2 separate regions of the Zea mays genome follow, and region 2 is linked to region 1. The links are chromatin contacts, called in public Hi-C maps. All regions are on one chromosome and are shown on one strand. Each heading gives the region's core, a stretch centred on a gene start, on an enhancer-like site or on the middle of the called end of the contact. The rest is flanking DNA. Distances are from core to core; before and after follow the strand shown. Region 1 holds the start of LOC100304289 (Eukaryotic aspartyl protease family protein). Region 2 holds the start of LOC100276485 (Ninja-family protein 7).

Region 1 (5,318 bases), core at 2,320-4,819:
AGGAACCTACTAACAAACCTCTAAATAGTGATGTCAAAATGTAACAATAAAGATTTACCTTGTCTGCGTCACTGAGTCCACTAGGATTCTGTCGGAGGACTGCCATCATGTATCCAGCAAAAGTGGAACACTGTGTTTTGATAGTATCCCATCTACTCATCAAAGATTTTGTGGACCTTTCTGGCAATGTTCCTCGTCTTGAGTTGTATGCTTGAGTAATTCTACTCCAAAATCCTTGACGTTTCTGGCCTGTGTTAATAATGGGATCGCAACTAACAGCAAGCCATGCATGGCATACCCTTGTGTCCTCTTCAGCAGTGAAGTTTGCTAGCTTAGTTCGTTGAGTTGCCTTTTTAGTAACAGCTGGTGTTCTTGAGCCCTCGGGTTGCCCATCAACTGGAAATTCAGAGTATTATGTTCCGATAGGCTGCTCGTCAATCTGGCTAAGGAAGCTTCCATATTGAGACATCACCTGGTTCCAATCACTCCCCATTCTATGCAATACAGGCAGATCAAACATGATATATATGAGTATGTAGGCATCATGTAACATGGTATAAAGTAAGGCAAACATAGTCCAAGAAAACACATTAATTATTGTAGTAACTGAACCGGATTCAGTTTACATAGACCAGAACATTAAACTCCCCCAAAAGCAGGATCATACCAGCCGACAAGTACACCTGAACATAGACCTAAACATGCTACAATACTTGTACTAAAGTTTAACCTAGAACACTAGTACGGATATGTGTCGTCGGTTGAGTAGTCACGACCATCGTCGTAGCCCACAAGGGCTTCATACTTAATTGGTGACTGTTCGTCTATCAGTAGCTCGTCTTCTGAACCATCTTGTATGAGAAGCTCCTCTACTGCTTCCTCTTGTTGTGGATGTTCTTTGACTTCACTCGTACCCATATTTTCTACCTCCCACTGAGTTTGCACTGCTACGTCTTCAAGATCCTTAGCGAGGTCGTCAATCTCAACTAGTGCTCGGTTCAATTCGTCGAGCAAAGGTGAGTTGAAAGGCTGGAAGGCTGATTTCACGACATCAACGATGTCACAACTACGCTTTTGAACAACTCTGAGCAGAGTAGCCAGTGCTTTACGGAGCTTTTCGTTCTCCGAATCCATGGCTACATCAAACACAGTGTTCAATTAGTTAACACCTACTACAATTTAAGTATGTTATACAAACTAATGAATCGAAGGGATTCCAAACTATGAGTACAGAGTTAAAATTTGCAGATTAGGTTACCTGTTGCATCTATGTGAACCTGTTATAAATTTGCAGATTAGGTTACCATGGTCGCATACAAAATTAATGTTGAGTAATTTGAATCTGGACAGAACCGAATCATAGGGGACGAACAACCCCCCCAAACCCGAAATGGATCCCGCAAATCCGGTCTAAAATGAAGCATCCGGACACAACAATAAGCCATTGATGCATCAAATTCATGCGCATTATTTACAATGCTCAACATCGTCAACCCTAAACATCCCAGAAACCCTAATCCATACTACCGAATACGAACAATAAAATACGGTACTGATTAAGTACTAAACAAAAAATGATTTGTGTAGTTGGTACCTCGCTGTTCGCGGATCTGCCTCGGTGGACCGAATCGAAGACGAAGACGACGGCGGCGAGGAGGTTCTCTTCCTTTTGCCGGCTGCCTTCGACGAAGTCGGCGGACGACGAAGCCTTTTGCCGATGGTGACTCTCCGGCGACGAACAGGGGGAAGCTGGCTTGGATCTTCGGTTGCGGGGGGTCGCGCGGCCTCGGTTCCAAGGGGTGCGAGCTCTACGCCGATAGACCCGCCTCCGCACGGCCGCTTCTCGCCCTCCTGCCTCGATGCCGGCGGCGAAGCGCGCCGGATCGAGGGCTCGGCCCCGGAAGATGCAGTCGCCAGCGCGGGGTAGGAATGCGGGGAAGTTTCCTGGCGGCGGCTGGTGGACGAAGAGCGCGGATAGCGCACTACCGGAGCCCTCCACATTTAGAGTGTCTGCCACATCCTCTAAAATTTAGAGGACGGTATAGAGTGCCTTGCTGGAGCCGTAGGGGACCTGACAGTCCTCTATATTTAGAGGACAGGACCCTAAGGGTGCTGTTGGAGACAGTCTTACCGTGCCTTGTTGGAGCTAGCCTTATCCTGTGCTGTTACAGCACCGCCAACTTATCTGTTTTCGTAGGTTATCTATGGATAAATTAAATACGGGATGGCCTAAATTCAAACACACTGCACGCGTGTGTGCTGTACATAACTAACGTGTGCGTGACAGGAAGATAGATGTCGAGGCGTGTAGTAAGCTTACGGACGGATTTCAACAAACACCTGTACTGTACGTTTTAGCTTGGTCGTTGTGTGCGCGTGCTGTCCATCGATTGGGCTGGGTCGGTGTCTCCTCTCCTCTCCCTTGTGCCGGTCATCTCTATCTCGTGAGGCTACCTCCGCCAAGCGTAACGGCAGCGGCCGCGTGGCGGCGCGCATGCGTCACCGCCCCTTGTCGACGCGGGCAAGGGCAACGAATGTGCAGCCGCGTCATTGGTCGATCGACGTGCCACTTGTCGCCTCCTTGCTTGCGTCACCAAAAGAAAAGACTCCGGGCTCCTGGGAAGCCAACAAGCAGCATGCCTGTGCCCACGGCCCACGCAGCCAACGCTGGATCGGTCGCTCACCGGAGCAAACTGCAAACGATGACAGGGGCCGCCTGTGTGTCACTGACTCACTGTCACCTGCGGCTGCGGACGTGCATGCACACCTGGGCGCGCAACGTGGCACGGCATGGGTGGCACAACGACCAATGTGCGCGCGGAGCCCAGCCATGTAATCTACAGTAGCACAGCAGCTGCTGGTCCGGACAGAGATTTGGCACGTCCAGACAGTATTACGGCCCCACCACGGCACCACGCCAACGACCGATCGAGTGTGCATGTAGTCAGGGCACTAGCAGCTCTGCACCTGCGTCTGTCCTGGTTCAGCGCATAGTGTGAGTAGGAAGGACCGAAGGAGTAGGTGCTGATTGGGGGAACTGATCTGATCGGAATCGCCAATCAGGACGGCGAATCCGGCTTGCTCGCCGTCCTAGCTAGTAGCTGCCAACGGGCATCCGGAGGACCGGACCCGGGCGAAATCATCTTCTGCAGATCGCATTGTTGCCTACCTTTCGATTCCTTCCCCCCCGCCCTGAAACCAGCCAGCCGGTGATCTTGCAGAGCTGGATTTCTGTCGCGATAAGATAGCCGTTACTGCCGTAAGATTTCCATGGATGGACTCGAATGTGAGGCCCACACGAACATAACATGCCTGGCAACTAGAGCGGCCGGGCCCATGGCCCACGGCGGACAGCGAGCAAATCTCCGGCGGGCAGGAACCAGGAAGAAGGAAAGGAGATCATCTATCATCCTGGCTCGCTCGACCCGGCCGCCAATCAGTCGCGCTTGCCAAACGCCAGCGAAGCGCGCACGATCCGACCCAACCCAATCCACGGGCAGAGCGCCAGCCATTTTGTTTATAAAAGACGACGTCTCCCCCGCTTCGCCGTCACGGACGCAGCCAAAAACTCTGCTCCGCTCCGGCCACCTCCCTCTTCTTCGACTGAGTAAACACGAGCAGCCGAGCACGCGACCCGACAACGCTCGCGCGGAGGCCGAAATGCCCGCTGCTGCTCCTCTTCCCAGTACGTAGCAGCGGAACATCGTCGTGGGTCGTCCGCCGTTGCCATCGTGTGACGGCGTGAAGGGATCGGATCGAAGGAGGCCGCAAGCCAAGCAAGGATCAAGAAATGGCGTCGCGCGGCCACCTGCTGCTACTAGCGCTGCTCGTGCTGGCCGCGGCGGCAGCGGCAGCGTCGGGCGGCGGGCGACAGCACCAGCAGCGGCAGCGCGGCGGGAGGAAGCCGAAGCCGGCGCGGCCGCGGCTGGACCTCGTCCCCGCCGCGCCGGGCGCGTCCCTGGGCGAGCGCGCGAGGGACGACGCGCGCCGCCACGCGTACATCCGGTCGCAGCTGGCGTCCCGCCGGCGCCGCGCCGCCGACGTGGGCGCGTCCGCCTTCGCCATGCCGCTCTCGTCGGGGGCCTACACCGGCACGGGCCAGTACTTCGTGCGCTTCCGCGTGGGCACCCCCGCGCAGCCGTTCGTGCTGGTGGCGGACACCGGCAGCGACCTCACCTGGGTCAAGTGCCGCGGCGCTGCTGGACCACCGGCTTCGGACCCGCCGGCGCGCGAGTTCCGCGCCTCCGAGTCCAGGTCGTGGGCGCCCCTCGCGTGCTCCTCCGACACCTGCACCTCCTACGTGCCCTTCTCTCTCGCCAACTGCTCGTCGCCGGCTAGTCCCTGCGCCTACGACTACCGGTCAGTACCTCACCATCTCCCCATTTCCATTCCCCAAGAACAGGCACCACCGCAGCAGCAGTAGTAAGTGTTGCCGTGTTGGTTGGTGAGCGAGCGGGTGGGTCGGGACCTCACCTCGCGCGCGCCATTACTCGCGCAGCTTTTTAACCGTGCTCCTCCTCCTCCTGCCGGTCTCGCCGCGGCATGGCATTCAATTTGCTTCGCTCGGCAGGCTCTGCTCCTGATTGCTGGGGCTGCTAGTGAGTGCGGGCACGAGTTCATGCGCCTTGTGCTCTTGCACTTGACTGACTCTCCTGTGAAATTCACCCTCTACTACTACATTCAGGGTAGACGTAGACTACACACGACTCACGGTGACAGTAGATTCTAGGGATTGGCCAACCACAAGCAGCCGCAGCACGGCAGCAGCACGTTGTACGGGTCGAGGTTGTCCAGGCTCCGGCCGGGACGGACGAGCGGGCAACCACCACACATTTATTCTTCACCGGCCCCGGCCGCGTCTCTCCGATCCGTCGCGCGCGATCTGGACGACGCGACGCCCCGATCGTTGGTGGCGCGCACGTTGGCGTAGGTAGGGCGGCGTCGCGGCCGCCGATGCGCTGTCGCCTGCCTCCTGTCTCCGGTTCGTTTTGTTTAAAAAAAATGGAGCAACTTGTTCACCCGCCGCCGCCTCGCCAAGTGCCTAAATGCACGCGCCATGTGCTGGCTCGGCGGACTGCCGCGCCCCGTGACCCTGCTTGTGGCGGCAGCTTGGGGAGTTCAGAAACACGAACATGGCATGGTTGCCTGTCCGATCCGGCGTTCTCTCAACCTTAACGTTTGCCAAGGCGTTTTCTTTGGTACTCTAGACTCCTGTATGTACTGTGACACTGTAGTGCGGTCTGAGGTCGAGGACAGCGAACGCGTTGGCTGTTCAATGTTCATGTATACGACTGTCGCTTAATCTTGCAAATCGGCAA
Region 2 (5,411 bases), core at 2,155-4,654, 540 kb before region 1:
GATGTTTCTTCTGAAAGTTCATCTCTTCAGAAGGCAACTTGTGGTTACCAGAAACTGGCTTCTGCTCCTCAGAATTATTTCCACTGTTAATTGGCATCCTTCCATCTTGATAACTGGAAAGCTGAGGCTGATGACTCACCGGTTCAACAGAACCATCTACCACTGGACCGGAGGAATTCCCTGGTTGTCCCCAGAAGTTCCCAAATTGTGGTGCAACAGGGCTGTGCCTCTGTTTACTATTTTGTTCATGGTTATCAGCGCTCTTTTGATAAAATTTCCCAGAAGGAGCATCAGGAGTTTGTAAACCACCTTTGCTACTGCTTTCTTCCACTTGGGGTTCTGCTTTTGGTTCTAGAGGTGCATCTCTAGCCTTGGCCTTCCCTGATGACCCGCCCAAAGATAGGCCCAAACTAAGCTCAAGCCCATTATCATCGTCCATTTCCAGTTCTTGGTAATTGCAATGAAAGGTATGTGTAGTTACAGACTATTTCTTCACACATACTGAGGATGATATAGAGAACATTCTTGTCATTCAATCTGTAACTCCTGCAAAAGGCACATCTTGTAAGAGGCAAGAAGCCATTTTTTATGGTAACTCGATAGTTTATGGCAGATGAAAACATATATTAACTAAGAAACATTTAACAAAGCAACCCATCACATCCATAGACGCTGAATAACCAAAATTTAGTGAGTACCCATATATGTTGCATGATTTCCACAGGAAATCGTGGCCATATATTGAATTTCCTCTTGTGCCTGGGCACACGGATTTTGCAAATATTAGTGGACACCAGATCTTTACATGAACTAATTTATGAATCTTTACCACTATATGAAAGGGAAATAGGGTCAAACCTTTTCCTAAATGATTTTGGTGGTTGAAATGCCCAACACAAATAATTGGACTAACTAGTTTGCTCTAGATTATATATTCTACAGGTGCATAAGTTCATCTACAACTATTCTAAATCGACTGTCCGGAATACCGTAGATTATTCCGGACAGGAGAAACTTTTTGGAAAAACCGACCAAGTGCGGACCGTCCGGGCCCTTGCGGCGGACCGTCCGCGACACCAGGATGACCCTCGGACAGAACCACTGCATAAATGCAAGTCAACACTGCGGACCGTCCGATGGAAAAGCAAGCACCGTCCGAGACCAGGCACGGACCGTCCGGTCGGCACAGAACCGAAAAGCCCGAAGGTGACAAGTTGAGCAAAAGGAATTATAGAGCTAGCGCGGACCGTCAGGGACCAAGGGCGGACCGTCCGCATGGTGTCACCGAGGCAGATAGCCGTTGATCTAGTCGTTGATCTGTCAGAAGTATCCGTTGAAGATGTCAGAATCGACCGTTGGAGGGTCGCGGACTGTCTGGGCCCTAGCCGCGGACCGTCCGCCAGTGCAACTTCAGGCAGATGCGCCCCAACGGCTATATGGGTGGTTGAGGGCTATAAATACCACCCCAACCGTCCACTTCAAGGTGTGGGAGCCCAAGCAACATTCCAAGTCATATAGTTGACATATCCAAGCCCTCCCAACCACCTCTATTCATTGATCCATCCTATACACAAGATTTAGACCACTACAAACCACACAAGTGCCACAAAAGAGAGAGCAAGCAAAAGAAAGCCTCTTGTGAGAGTTTAGCTCTAGTGCCTTGTGAGATTCATTGAGAGAAAGTGTGTGCTACATCTTGCGTTCATTTGCGCGTGGAGTTTTGACTCCCATTGGACTTCCTCCAAAGTTTTGGAGGCTTGTAAAGCTAGCAAGAGACACCTAAGTGTGTGGTGATCCTTGCGGGGTCTTAATTGATCCTTGAGAAGAAGAAGAGCTTGCCGATCTTCGGGATCGGTAGAGAGAAGGGAAAGGGTTGAAAGAGACCCGTCCTTAGTGGACTCCTCAACGGGGACTAGGCCTTCGAGGGCCGAACCTCGGTAAAACAAATCACCCGTGTCTCGTGTGTTTATTGCTTGTGATTTGTTTGTTCTCTCCCTTTCTAAGTTCTCTTGCGCTACTCTTTGCTAACATTATTGTGTGTTGCTTCAAGTTAAATTCTCATTTAGAGAAGCAACTCCTTGCAAGAAAGAACTTGTGTTTATCTTCTTCTTAACTAACCCCTCTTGCATTATTCTCCACTAACATTTCTAATAGTATTGTTATTGATTAAATTCCGCACTCTTTGAAAACAATACTCATTGCAAGCAAAGGTTTTAGTTTTATACTCCGATAATTGTGAATCTTGTTCTAACCACTAATCAAGGGATCTAGTTGGGGTGTAAAGTTATAATTTTCAGATTTCGCTTATCCACCCCCCTAGGCGACTTTCACTATATAATCCATCAGTTTAAACTTTGCAAAACTCACCCAACCAAATCACCCCACACTCATAACCTCCACTAAAACCACTAAACAAATTACACCTAGACTTTACACACCATCAAAACCAACAGTGTAGATCATTGAATAACCCCCTCTCCTGTACTTACTCAAATCCAATGGACAATATTATTTTGATCATCTCTCCCCCTCCCCTGAGATCCCGCCACCCCAGCCTCCCCCTCCCCCTCTGCTCCGTCCCAGCCGCCCTCTCCCCCTCACTCGCGCTGCGACCGCCATAGTCGTCAACCCCTCCCCTTGTGCCGCCACTGTCGACCTCTCCGCTCCCCTCCACAGGATCGTAGCGTTATCACATGATATATGCTAGTGGTATGATACTCCAAGACATTAGAGCACACCCAATAGAAAGTTTCTAGCTATGCCACTGTGGCTAGATATCCTACAGAGTGGAGGCATGGGTGTACACATGTGCACTCGAAAAAATTTGCAAGAAAATCGAAGTTAGTGGGTAAAATATATGCATACACTTAATTATAGCGGATCCGTATACAAATGGTCAAATAGTTCATGTTAGGGTTTGGGTGCTCGGTTTCCTACAGCAGGAACGGAAGAGAAGGGGTCAGCATGCCTGGTCCCGGCGAACAACTAGCGAAGGTCCCGGTGAACAACTAGAGAAGGGCCCAGCGAACAACTAGTGAAAGGCCCAATGAAGACGGCGGATCTAGTAAAGGGACATGGGTCATGGGTGTACACATGTACACCCGATAATTTTTGCAGAAAGTTAGGAGTTAGTAAGCGTCAAATAGGTAAAGGGCTTGAGGTTAGAGTTTGGGAACTCGGTCTCGCACAGCAGATTGGGAAGAGAATGGTGTAGGAATACCTGGTGGGCGCTCCTCGCCGGCGAAGATCAGCTAAGGACTCGGCACCTGGCGTAGGGCGGCGGCGATAGCCAAATTAGAATCCGATCTGGGAAAAGAGAGGCTCGATCCGGGAAGGGGGACTGTCAGCGGTGCGAGCCTTGCGGCGTCGCCGTACTGACGAGAGGAACGCGAGGAGGAAGACGTGAACGAAGGAGGAGGGCGGACCGTGGACGGTTGGGTTGACACTTGACAAGGATTACCAGTAGAAGCATGTTTGTTTTATCTCTAGTTTTTAGAAACTTGTTTAGGACTAGTTTGAGAATCTAATTTCTATTTTTCTAAAATAAATTAGTTTATTTTTTCTTGAAAAAATAGAAATTATTTGGGAAAATAGAGTTTCTAAACTAACCCTTATAAAAAAACTGGTTTATAGTATAGTAGCACTCAGTTTTTAAGAAACTGGTTTATAGATACGAGATAGTTCTAAACATACTAGTTTGTGTCTCATTTTATAGAAACTAGATTTTCAGTTTCTTAAAAAACAAGAAGCTAGTCTCCATTGGCTAGAACTAGTTTTATAAAAACTGATATGGTTTCAAACACCATAAAGCAATTTTTTATAACCGGTTTCTAGAAAACTAGAGATAGAAACCGGATTCTTAAAAACTAGATTGCTTTCAAATAGGACCTTAGATTTAAGAATATGAGAATCCAGTTTCTACAAATTTTGATATAAACTGATATGTTTGGAACACCTCGGTTTTTATAAAACAGATTCTTAAAAATTGGGTGCTTTCAAACAAGCCCTAAGTTGCTTCCAAACATGTTCTAAGAGTCTGTTTAGAAGCCCCTAGTTTTTAACAAACCGTTTTATAAAAACTAAAAGGGTTCAAAACAAAACAGCTTATGTTTCGGTTTATAGAAATAAGATTTCTAGTTTTTTTAAACCAAGAAGCTAACCTCTCCTAACAAACTAGTTCATGAAAATTGAGGTGGTTCCAAACACCATTGAAAGGAAATTAGGCTTACACATTTTCCTATTTAATTTTGGTGGTTGAATTGTCCAACACAAATAATTGGACTAACTAGTTTGCTCTAGTCTATAAGTTCTACAGGTGCCAAAGGTTCACAATAAGCTAATAAAAAGACCAAGAAAGGGTTCAAACAAAGAGAGCAAAAGACATCCCAAAAAGCACCCTGGTCTGGCGCACCGGACTGTCCGGTGCACCGGGGCACTCGAAGCTGAACTCGTTACCTTCGGGAAAATCAGAGGGCGCTCCGCTATAATTCACCGGACAAATCCAACACTTCAACTCCCAAGCCACGACTATACTCCTCGCCTCTCTAAGTCGAGAGAAGTATAATAAGGTGCAAGGGTTGAAGAGTGCAAAGAAAATTTGGGACGTGCTAAAGACCGCGCACGAAGGAGACGAGGTGACCAAGATCACCAAGCGGGAGACGATCGAGGGGGAGCTCGGTCGCTTCCAGCTTCGCTAAGGGGAGGAGCCACAAGATATGTACAACCGGCTCAAGACCTTGGTAAACCAAGTGCGCAACCTCGGGAGCAAAAATGGGATGACCATGAAATGGTTAAGGTTATTCTTAGATCACTTGTGTTCCTTAACCCTACGCAAGTTCAATTAATTCGTGGTAATCCTAGATATACACTAATGGCTCCCGAAGAAGTAATAGGAAACTTTGTGAGCTTTGAGTTGATGATCAAAGGCTCAAAGAAAATTATCGAGCACGACGGCCCCTCCACGCCCGAAGCACAACCGGTCGCATTCAAGGCGATGGAGGAGAAGAAAGAGGAATCTACATCAAGTAGACCACCCATCGATGCCTCCAAGCTCGACAATGAGGAGATGGCGCTCATCATCAAAAGCTTCCGCCAAATCCTCAAGCAAAGGAGGGGGAAGGATTACAAGCCCCGCTCCAAGAAAGTTTGCTACAAGTGTGGTAAGCCCGGTCATTTTATTGCAAAATGTCCACTATCTAGTGACAGTGACAAGGGCGACGACAAGAAGGGCAAGAGGAGAGAAAAGAAGAGGTACCACAAGAAGAGGGGCGGCGATGCCCATGTGTGCCGTGAATGAGACTCCGACGAGAGCTCCACCGACTCCTCCTCCGACGAGGACGCCGCCAACATCGCCGTCACCAAGGGCCTCCTCTTCCCAAACGTCGGCCACAAGTGCCTCATGGCAAAGGACG

Evidence for each region. Hi-C and Micro-C count contacts between places; a contact is called where the count stands out from the background.
Region 2: a contact with region 1 is called in a Hi-C map of leaf, with 7 times the contacts expected there. The contact joins the promoter of LOC100276485 here to the promoter of LOC100304289 in region 1. A contact is called at or near these places in 2 of 25 Hi-C or Micro-C datasets (ear and leaf).

The regions. Positions count from the first base shown.
Region 1 is chr8:68,443,435-68,448,752 of Zm-B73-REFERENCE-NAM-5.0, reverse strand. It overlaps LOC100304289 (Eukaryotic aspartyl protease family protein), which reads left to right and starts at 3,569. Exons shown (of 2, transcript NM_001165731.2): 1 at 3,569-4,359. The coding sequence starts at 3,791. LOC118473103 reads right to left here and starts at 400. Exons shown (of 2, transcript XM_035961671.1): 1 at 59-400. The coding sequence starts at 160. It overlaps LOC118473102 (a long non-coding RNA gene), which reads right to left and starts at 2,017. Exons shown (of 2, transcript XR_004851958.1): 1 at 1,595-2,017; 2 at 537-1,136.
Region 2 is chr8:68,987,400-68,992,810 of Zm-B73-REFERENCE-NAM-5.0, reverse strand. LOC100276485 (Ninja-family protein 7) reads right to left here and starts at 3,404. Exons shown (of 3, transcript NM_001150261.1): 1 at 3,221-3,404; 2 at 1-546. The coding sequence starts at 439.